Regions from separate parts of the Gasterosteus aculeatus genome. Here region 2 is linked to region 1. A link is a contact called in public Hi-C data. All regions are on one chromosome and are shown on one strand. Each heading gives the region's core, a stretch centred on a gene start, on an enhancer-like site or on the middle of the called end of the contact. The rest is flanking DNA. Distances are from core to core; before and after follow the strand shown.

The links. A called contact is a pair of places that touch in the nucleus more often than the background predicts.
Region 2: a contact with region 1 is called in a Hi-C map of whole body, with 5 times the contacts expected there. The contact joins the enhancer-like site here to the promoter of tmprss5 in region 1. A contact is called at or near these places in 3 of 6 Hi-C or Micro-C datasets (skeletal muscle and whole body).

What each region holds. Positions count from the first base shown.
Region 1 is chr1:12,323,788-12,327,878 of fGasAcu3.hap1.1, forward strand. tmprss5 (transmembrane serine protease 5) reads left to right here and starts at 2,210. Exons shown (of 13, transcript XM_040193381.2): 1 at 2,210-2,502; 2 at 3,307-3,445; 3 at 3,573-3,653. The coding sequence starts at 2,500.
Region 2 is chr1:12,360,526-12,364,616 of fGasAcu3.hap1.1, forward strand. It overlaps lrfn1 (leucine rich repeat and fibronectin type III domain containing 1), which reads right to left. Exons shown (of 5, transcript XM_040181440.2): 5 at 498-2,334. The coding sequence ends at 1,434. Among protein-coding and RNA genes, the nearest start is that of nkapd1, 9.1 kb to the left of the region's middle. Within about 2 kb of position 1,701, at least 2 of the 9 cell types and tissues checked have open chromatin away from gene starts, as enhancers often do.

The DNA of each region.
Region 1 (4,091 bases), core at 960-3,459:
AATCTGACTCAAGCCCCCAGGACGAAGCGCCGAGCGTTAAAGCTGATTTTACATGGTGGCCAAATGGTGGAATTAAGATTTCTGTGTCATTCACGCATCAGAGGGACCAAAAATACTTTTTCTCCCCCATAGACTGACTTTGGGAAAGACATGTGTGTAACTCATGGACCAACTTCTTTTAAGTGGAAATAACTTCCTGGAATAAACACATGTTATTTGAATCATTGGGTCCAAAAAGGTTTTAAAATGCACTAGTATCTGAATCCAGCTGGATCCCTTTTTAATCTGATTGTAGAGTCTGAGGAGACCGGACTAAGGGCTGGAACGCAGGAAAAGGAAGGCAGGTTTAAAGGAAATGCTACACTGCACGTTCTCTATGGGCCTGTGTAACAAAAAAGACCTGTCAAGCAATCATACAATGATACATTTCAGCATTTTCTTTCAACTTCGATGTTAACGTTATTAACAGAGGGTATTCCAACCCTTAATGGCAGCCTCTGCTGAGAGTTCATGGCCAACAGCATCAAAAGCCCAACTTTCCTGATAGCTCAGACATCAACGAGTCAGTCGTGAATCCTTTAGTGGGCGGGACTTTGGCATTAAGCACGTCCCTCTTTTCAGCTCGCTTAAAGCTGAATGCGGGATATCCAATCAAGTTCGCTGATCTGATTTTGAAGGTTCGGACACTTAGAGGCAAATACACGACTGGCTGAGATAAGAGCGAAGCTGATATAATCCTACTGCACGTAAGAGGGAGAGTGATTCACCCTCTGAGCAGAGAGAAATCCAAATCCAACCTGGGCTGCAGCCAGCCTCTCCACGGGGGGCTGTGTTACACGAATACGTGACGTCCACACTGGGCCTCTGCCACTCTGGCACACCGTGCTGGTATACTGTTGCTGTTATTGAAAAGTGTGTTGCAATCAGTTGGTTAACGTCAAATAATGGCATATGGTATATATTTTGTGTCAGTGTCTAGTTACTTCTCCAGTCAATTACATCATTAAGATAATGAAGAAAAGGGCCTAAATTGTTGTGAAGTGAAGTATGTTTGAACCCTTCGAGTACTATTCACCAGCAAATAGGATCAAGAAGCACAAAAAAGAAGGAACACGCAATATTCATACCATTTAAAGAGAATCCAAATTGCTATTATTAAAAGTATTTGGCTGAGGCAATTTTTTATATTCCTTACTTTGTATTAGGCCACAAAACAAGAACCCATGAGTAACAAATAATCACAGTGGAAGAACTGATCAGATACATGATTATCCCCGGATGGTAATGGATTCATACACGGCCAGATATTTTCTAACAAACTGAATGGCAGCTCTTTAAATCACTGTTAACTGGCTGTCAGAGAAAACTAATTTCGCCAGAAGAGGGAGACATCAAATCCCTTTGAAAATGAATTAACAGCGTCTATGTTCCCTTTTCTCTTTGTTTGCCTCTTACAAGAAACAATTAAGCCCAATGCTAATATTATCCAACATTATTAACCTCACAACCCTGGTGATATGAATTTTGGCTGTTGCTCCATCATTTGTAATTTGAGTGCTAATTTTTCTGTGCTTGACAGCCAAATAATTCGATATGGCTCCTGTTAGATGAGACAAATAGATCTGAACCATTTGTTGGATTCGGATTCGACATTTGGACAAGGAGGAATTTTCTATCTGGCATCTGTTCCGTTCACCTGGACTCAAGTATGAGGGACTGACTAATCCCTCGCATGCAGGAGATTAATTTACAAATTTGTATTATGTATTTATTTACTGTTAAGGATCGTATGAATAATTTATTTTCAACAAAAAAATGTTTTCTCTGAGAGGTCATTTATATGTCTAACAACTTCATCACTATTTTCAAACAGCACATCTGAGTTGATAATTATTCTCATTATTCTTAGAGTTAATTGGTCAATTTTAAAGCTCCTTCAGCTACCTTTACTGCTATACCTAAAACATTAATATTGATAGAAACAGACATGCGAGGAGAAAGCCTCATCTGTCATCAGGCAGACTTTATGACTTCATTTTGTTTTTGAGTGTTGAGGGACGATCGTTTTGGATTCCAAATGACGGGGATTGACATGATATGAGGCTTTTCAACAATCTGCAATAATGACCTTTTCTCTGAGTCCACCAACTGTCAGGCAATAACATCTTTTGGCACAGGTAAAAAGTGTTACCTAGCAACACCTGGTGTTCTGTCAATAGTCAGCTTGGAGGTATCTCTGGAGATGCTCCCCCCCTACAAAGACCCGGTTCAGCTTGCTTCGACGGGCCCCATGACCCCCCCGGACAAACAACAGCCTCATTCTCTGCACTGCTGCTGACCTCATTGTCTCTTTGTGAAGGGAAAATCCAGAGTTGCATTCTGTTAAATGGCAAATGGTGCATCAACGGCAAGCAGGACGGACCTCTCTGCCTCCAGCAGAGGCACACAGATGATCACGGATACCACTTCCTTTTCCTCAGGACTGTACCCAAGGAAAACATGGTAAGAAAGACAAAATATTCAACACAACCGGCTCCATCCGTGTGCAACCCGGACAACAACACCTCTGTCACATTCTCACCCGCACCATCCCGGATCACAAGAGCGGCTGCAGTTTCACATGTAGCTTTCACTTCAGAACTGGTTCACACGTGTTTCTGTCGCATTTTAAAACGACGTTCATATGCATCAAATGACCCACGCCGCGCAGCTGTTGAGAATATCTTAAGTGCTCGCACTTTATGCAATTCATGCCAAATAGTTATCCAGAAATCCATGTTTAGCTACACTCAAGTGCCATAGCAACGCAAAAGAGCAGATGCTGAGCCATTCATTCAGATGGATTTTGTACTGTAAATGTATAATATCTAGTCTGAATCTGTGAAGAGCTCTCATGCGTTGGCTGTAATAATATATGTCGCTTAAAGAAATAGCTTCTTCAGCTTTGGAGAGTAAGCCCAATACAAACACACAGCTTAAAATCCAAATGTGTCGTAGGAGTCTGTAAAACAGACTTCAAATTGCTGATTACACTTTGCACACTAAAGAGATGTATAAACAAACACACCCACACACACACACACACACACACACACACCTGGGCACATCTACTGCTCTGCTCTGAGTGATGGTTGATATTCAAGATTCCAGTATTATTAATTCAATCTGTCAGAGCCTGATAGGTGCACTGCTCTTTAGGAGCAGATGGTCAGCAGGCAGTTGTTGTGACAAGCAAACTCGCCAAGATTTTAACAAACAGGAACAAGCTGCAAATAAGGTCTGACGTGCTGACTGTACTTCTTATAGAGTCTTGATGAAGACCCATTGTCAGTGATTGAGAACCCGGCGGCTCATCGCCATCCTTTTCATTCAGAGAAAACAGCGGGAGTTGCAGCTACGCAGGGAGTCTGGGGCCGCCTGCGAGGGATTCACTGCACGAGTCACGGTAAGCTTCCGTGGCGCACCACTCGGTGGGCCTACAAGTAAGACGGCAGTCTTGAGTCACCGATGCAGTTAAAATATTTTCCTAACTGGGATCCGGAGGCAGTGACTCCAGTTAACTGTTGCTTCAGCTCACAGGCTGGTGAAGCTGCTGGCAGCAGTGTGTGCGGTCGGACTACTGGGAGGCTTAGCTGTAGGTGTCTGGTTTCTAGGTGAGTCATCGTTGAGACAGAATCAGTAAATTAGCACCGTATATTAGCACGTGTGAACAGCTGAAACGAAATGTGCAAAAGTCTATTTATATGATCTAGTTATAGTTACACTGACCTTTCCAGCTCACAGCAGAGCACTGATGACACTGGACTTTTGGGGAAAATATAAAATCAGCTTTTGTAAGGCTTTTTTTTATTGGGCTATTACTGTGAAGAACTTTCCTCATTGCTTGTTTTATCTGGATAACACAAAAAAATGAAATAAGATAAAAATGTCTTCAGAAGCACATTTACCTGTTTGAGAAGCTTTCTGGAACAGTCAAAAATACAAGACCAGTCATTCTTTTAGTGAGCTTCTTTTCTAGTCACCGGATCTTCCCCCCTAATTCCTAATTTAGATAATCTGGTAACATTTAATAGAATCAAACACATAATTGA
Region 2 (4,091 bases), core at 451-2,950, 36 kb after region 1:
TTGCAATTACATCACAACTTGTACTTTTATGCGCGTTTAAGAAGTGTGACCTGCTTTTTTGTTTTTTTAATAAGAGAAAAACGGAGTCTTGAAGTTGGATACTAGTTACTAGATACTAGTTCTGCTAATAGTGACTATTGTGTATCGTTTTCCTCGTAGTCCGCAAGTTATTGGCAACTTTACAGAGCCTCGTCTCCCCCTGGTGGGATGCCGCTGATCGTACACCCTTGTTATTAACACGCTGCATTTATATTTAGAATCACCTTCAGTCATCATGTCCCTCGTGGTGCCAAAGCCATCTCTGCTGCCTTATACATTTTACTAAGGAAACAAATGTTATTATTCCTTCAATTTGTGTGTCTCTCCCTGCAGCAGACACACACCGCTGCTCCTCAAGCAAAAGAACAAACTGATACAATCAACCCACACAAAAAATTTAATGCCCTTCGTGAGGGGATAAATGGTCCAAATGTTGACATACTAAATAGGGAGCGTTGTCATGACACAGGTTTTTAATGTAAAAACTTGCAGTCAACACCCAAATGCTTTGTAAAAAGTCATAAGACATATGACTTACTTACTTACATAGTTAGTACACATACACCAATGTTTTAATATACTTATATATGTCTTTTTTGTTTGTTGTCTTTTTTATCTAGGCCAGCCAGATACAGTACTGATTAATATACAGCCACATCTGGAACAATACCTATTTAACATCATACAGTCCGGCCGGCATAGAGGAATCAACGGTCCACCCTCTCTATGCTAACATTAGAAATCGGCTTGTGTAAAATCCTCTTCTTTTTTGTAATTATTATTATTGTATAGACTGGTGGTGTTTCTTGTCCTTGTAACTCGTGTCTTCTGTGCAAACGTTTTTTTTTTTGTTGCTGTTGTTGAAAGAACCCAAAACATGATTGACATAACAGGATACCTGGCTGTTCACTTTACAGTTATGATGAAGATTTTTTTTTTCTAGTTTTCTTTTTCAAACAATTAAACAGTCACATCCAAATGCAACACTCCCATTGGCATGTCACAGTAAAAATGAGAAAAATCAAAATCCAAAGGAATGCCTCCCGTCATCAGGGTGTGAGGCGACGATGGGACGGATCATGACTACAGTGAGCAGCATCCTCCATTCGTACATTTTTCAGAGTAAGGCACTGCTGCATGAAGAAACGACATGGCCAACAAACCTCTCTGGGAGCATGACGGGGCGGCAGGACGGAGGGAGACTGCAATGTTCTCCAGCAACTCACACAGAGTTTGCATTTGTAAGTACGTGTGCTTATGTTCATCATTTGTTGTGTGCAGGAACAATGTGTGTCTTACATGGCATGTAGAGATATTTGTGTTTTAACATGTGTGCGTTTGTGCTGCTGAGACGGGTTTTTTCTTTTTTTTTCCCCGCTGCTGCACCGCGTTCCTCAAACTGTGCTTTCGAGCATCCACTCAGTGCTGCTGAACGTAACTCTTCTGTTGGCGAGCGGTGAGGACTCCATGTTTAGCTGGTTGGTGGACTTGTGCCACCTCGTCCTCGCTCTGCGTGGGTAACTATGACTCTGAAAAATGGAGTAATCCCCTCCGTCAAAAGAGAATCTGTGCCTAGTTCGTGCCAGCTCATTAGGGAGCAACCCCATGTTGGCCAGAGTACCTTTCTTGTCCTTGAGCCTGGGAGCCTCCTTGGTACCAGCGTTGGGGCCGATGAGACACAGGGACATGGTGGAGCCCGTCAGGCTACTGTCCGTCTGTGTGTCCTCAGACGGGGGGCCGGAGCGCTGCGCATCCAGGCTGGTTCTCCTTTTCATCTTGTCTACACTTCCGGGTGGCAGCTCCACCTCGAGGACGGCGGTGGTGGCAGCCGGATTCTGTTTCTTCTCATTGTCCACCCTCAGCACCAGCGCCATGCACTCTTTGGGCCCGTGAGCTTCGCGCTGGCCATCGTCAGACGGTTGCTTGGAGACGGAGCGCGGGAGCCGCTGCTGGCTGCCGTTGGTCTGGGAGTGCATGCTGAGGCTGACCTTGGTCTTGCCGTCCTCTGGGCCGCTGTAGGCCTTGTAGCGGATCATCAGGATGATAATGAACACCAACACCGAAGCAACAATTATACCACCAATAATGATGATCATAGTGCCTCCCAGAAACTGGCTGTGCATGAAGCGGCACTGGCTGACCTCGCTGGCCGTGTGGAACTGCACGCAGCCCACCACGCGCGTGGCCGTTAATGATGTGATGCCGTCGTCGTAAACCGCCAGCACACAAAGGTCGTACTCTCGTCCTGCGGCCAGATCATTGATTAGGAAGTTCTTGCTGGTAGACGGGATCATTCTGTGGAGAATAGAAATATAGCGAGGTGGTAAAGATGTAGTCAATTAATCAGCGGGATTACGACGCCCACGTTTACTGATTTGCATGAGGTGTATTAAATCACAAATAAGGTGTCAGGTCCACACAACAAGTAGAACAACGGGGCCACCGCAGCTCTAAAATTACATATAACTCATTCTGAGAGACAAACCTACCAATGCACATCATTTTGTTACTGTTGACTTATGGGAGAATATGTTGTAACAGAAAATTGGGAACGGGTTTATAACTATTGGGTTTGTGTATGAAATGACAGCGAGGGTAAACAGCAAGGTGATAAACAAAGCAGAGGAGGCTCGTTGCTTAAAAAATATACCACAACAGCTGCAGGATGCAGAACGAGTGACGCATGATGTGAAGGCAGTATTGATGTGTGAACACCTAAGGTCAGTCACATTTTGTCTGCAACTGCAAGATTACATGGCTCTAAATACGTTGGAGAGGAACGTTGCCTTCAGGTCAATATTGGTGTGAATATAATTAGAAGCATGTTCTTTTTCCCTAAAGGGCGACTTTGATGGTTATCATTTGTAGGTAATAATGTACCTCCTAAAGACATAACAGCACTCAGCTACATGCCTAAACTGGATGGGAAAATTATACAGGATCGCTACTCATTATATGGATACATATTATATCTAATAAAACCTTGAAAAAAAGGAGAAAAAAATAAAGTCGACGACTATTATTAACTCTCGCCATGAATAAATAAATCATAAAGTACTCTCTGTGTACCAGATTCATGTGCATTACAATTTGCATAAGAAACACATCATTTGTTCATTTACATTTGGGACTATTTTAAGAAGGTTTGCAAATATTTGTACTCACTGTCAAGAGTGTAACTCAGTTTATTGATTTTGCCATTTATTTTATTTTACGCATTTTACATAGAGCTACCTAACTAGACTCTCCTTTCTGCAGCGATGTAGTACTGTACTGTTTCAGTACATTTCTAATGTGTTTTCATCGTTTCAGTCTTATTTCTCCTCCTACGCCACAATTCCAGAGATAATTAATGGTACTTTTAATCAACCACAGGGAACTAATCACTACTTTTTAGATTTAAATGTTATACTCAAAACACAAAGGCAACTACAAAATGACAATGATGTGGGTACTAGTAACTGCTTAGAATTAAAATCTAAAAAATCTAGGAGCTTAAAAAATCCAAAAAGTCAGTTGGAGCTTAAAAATCATATGTAATCATGCATCACTCACAGCAAACATTTTTCTGCAGACCAAGTATATACATTTTAGAATAAACCCCCCCCAGGATTTTTACTTGTGAATAATTTGGTATTTATCTCCCTAAAGTAAATAATCTATCTTCTACCGCTGCAGAGAAGTTTATCTTTACACAACCACAGATAATCACACTCTGCGTTACAACCAATTAATGCAGGCACTTGGCTAATGGTATAAACAGTTACATGCAGGAAAATAGTTTGACATAATGTGGTTGTTTATTATCATGTTATGTTTTAATGATGCTGACGGGGCACTTTAGTCCTCAAAGGGCTGGACTCCCCAATCCCTTTAGTTGACAATTACTTACTTATCTTAACTAACAACGCATTTTTACAAAGTATAATTTCAATGCATTCGCATTCATTCTAATTTATGAGCAAAATGTTTCTCCTCAGTTCTACTTATCTTTGGATATATTTAATCAGTCTGCATCTTTGGGATTTGACAATCTGCCCTGGTGAACCAGT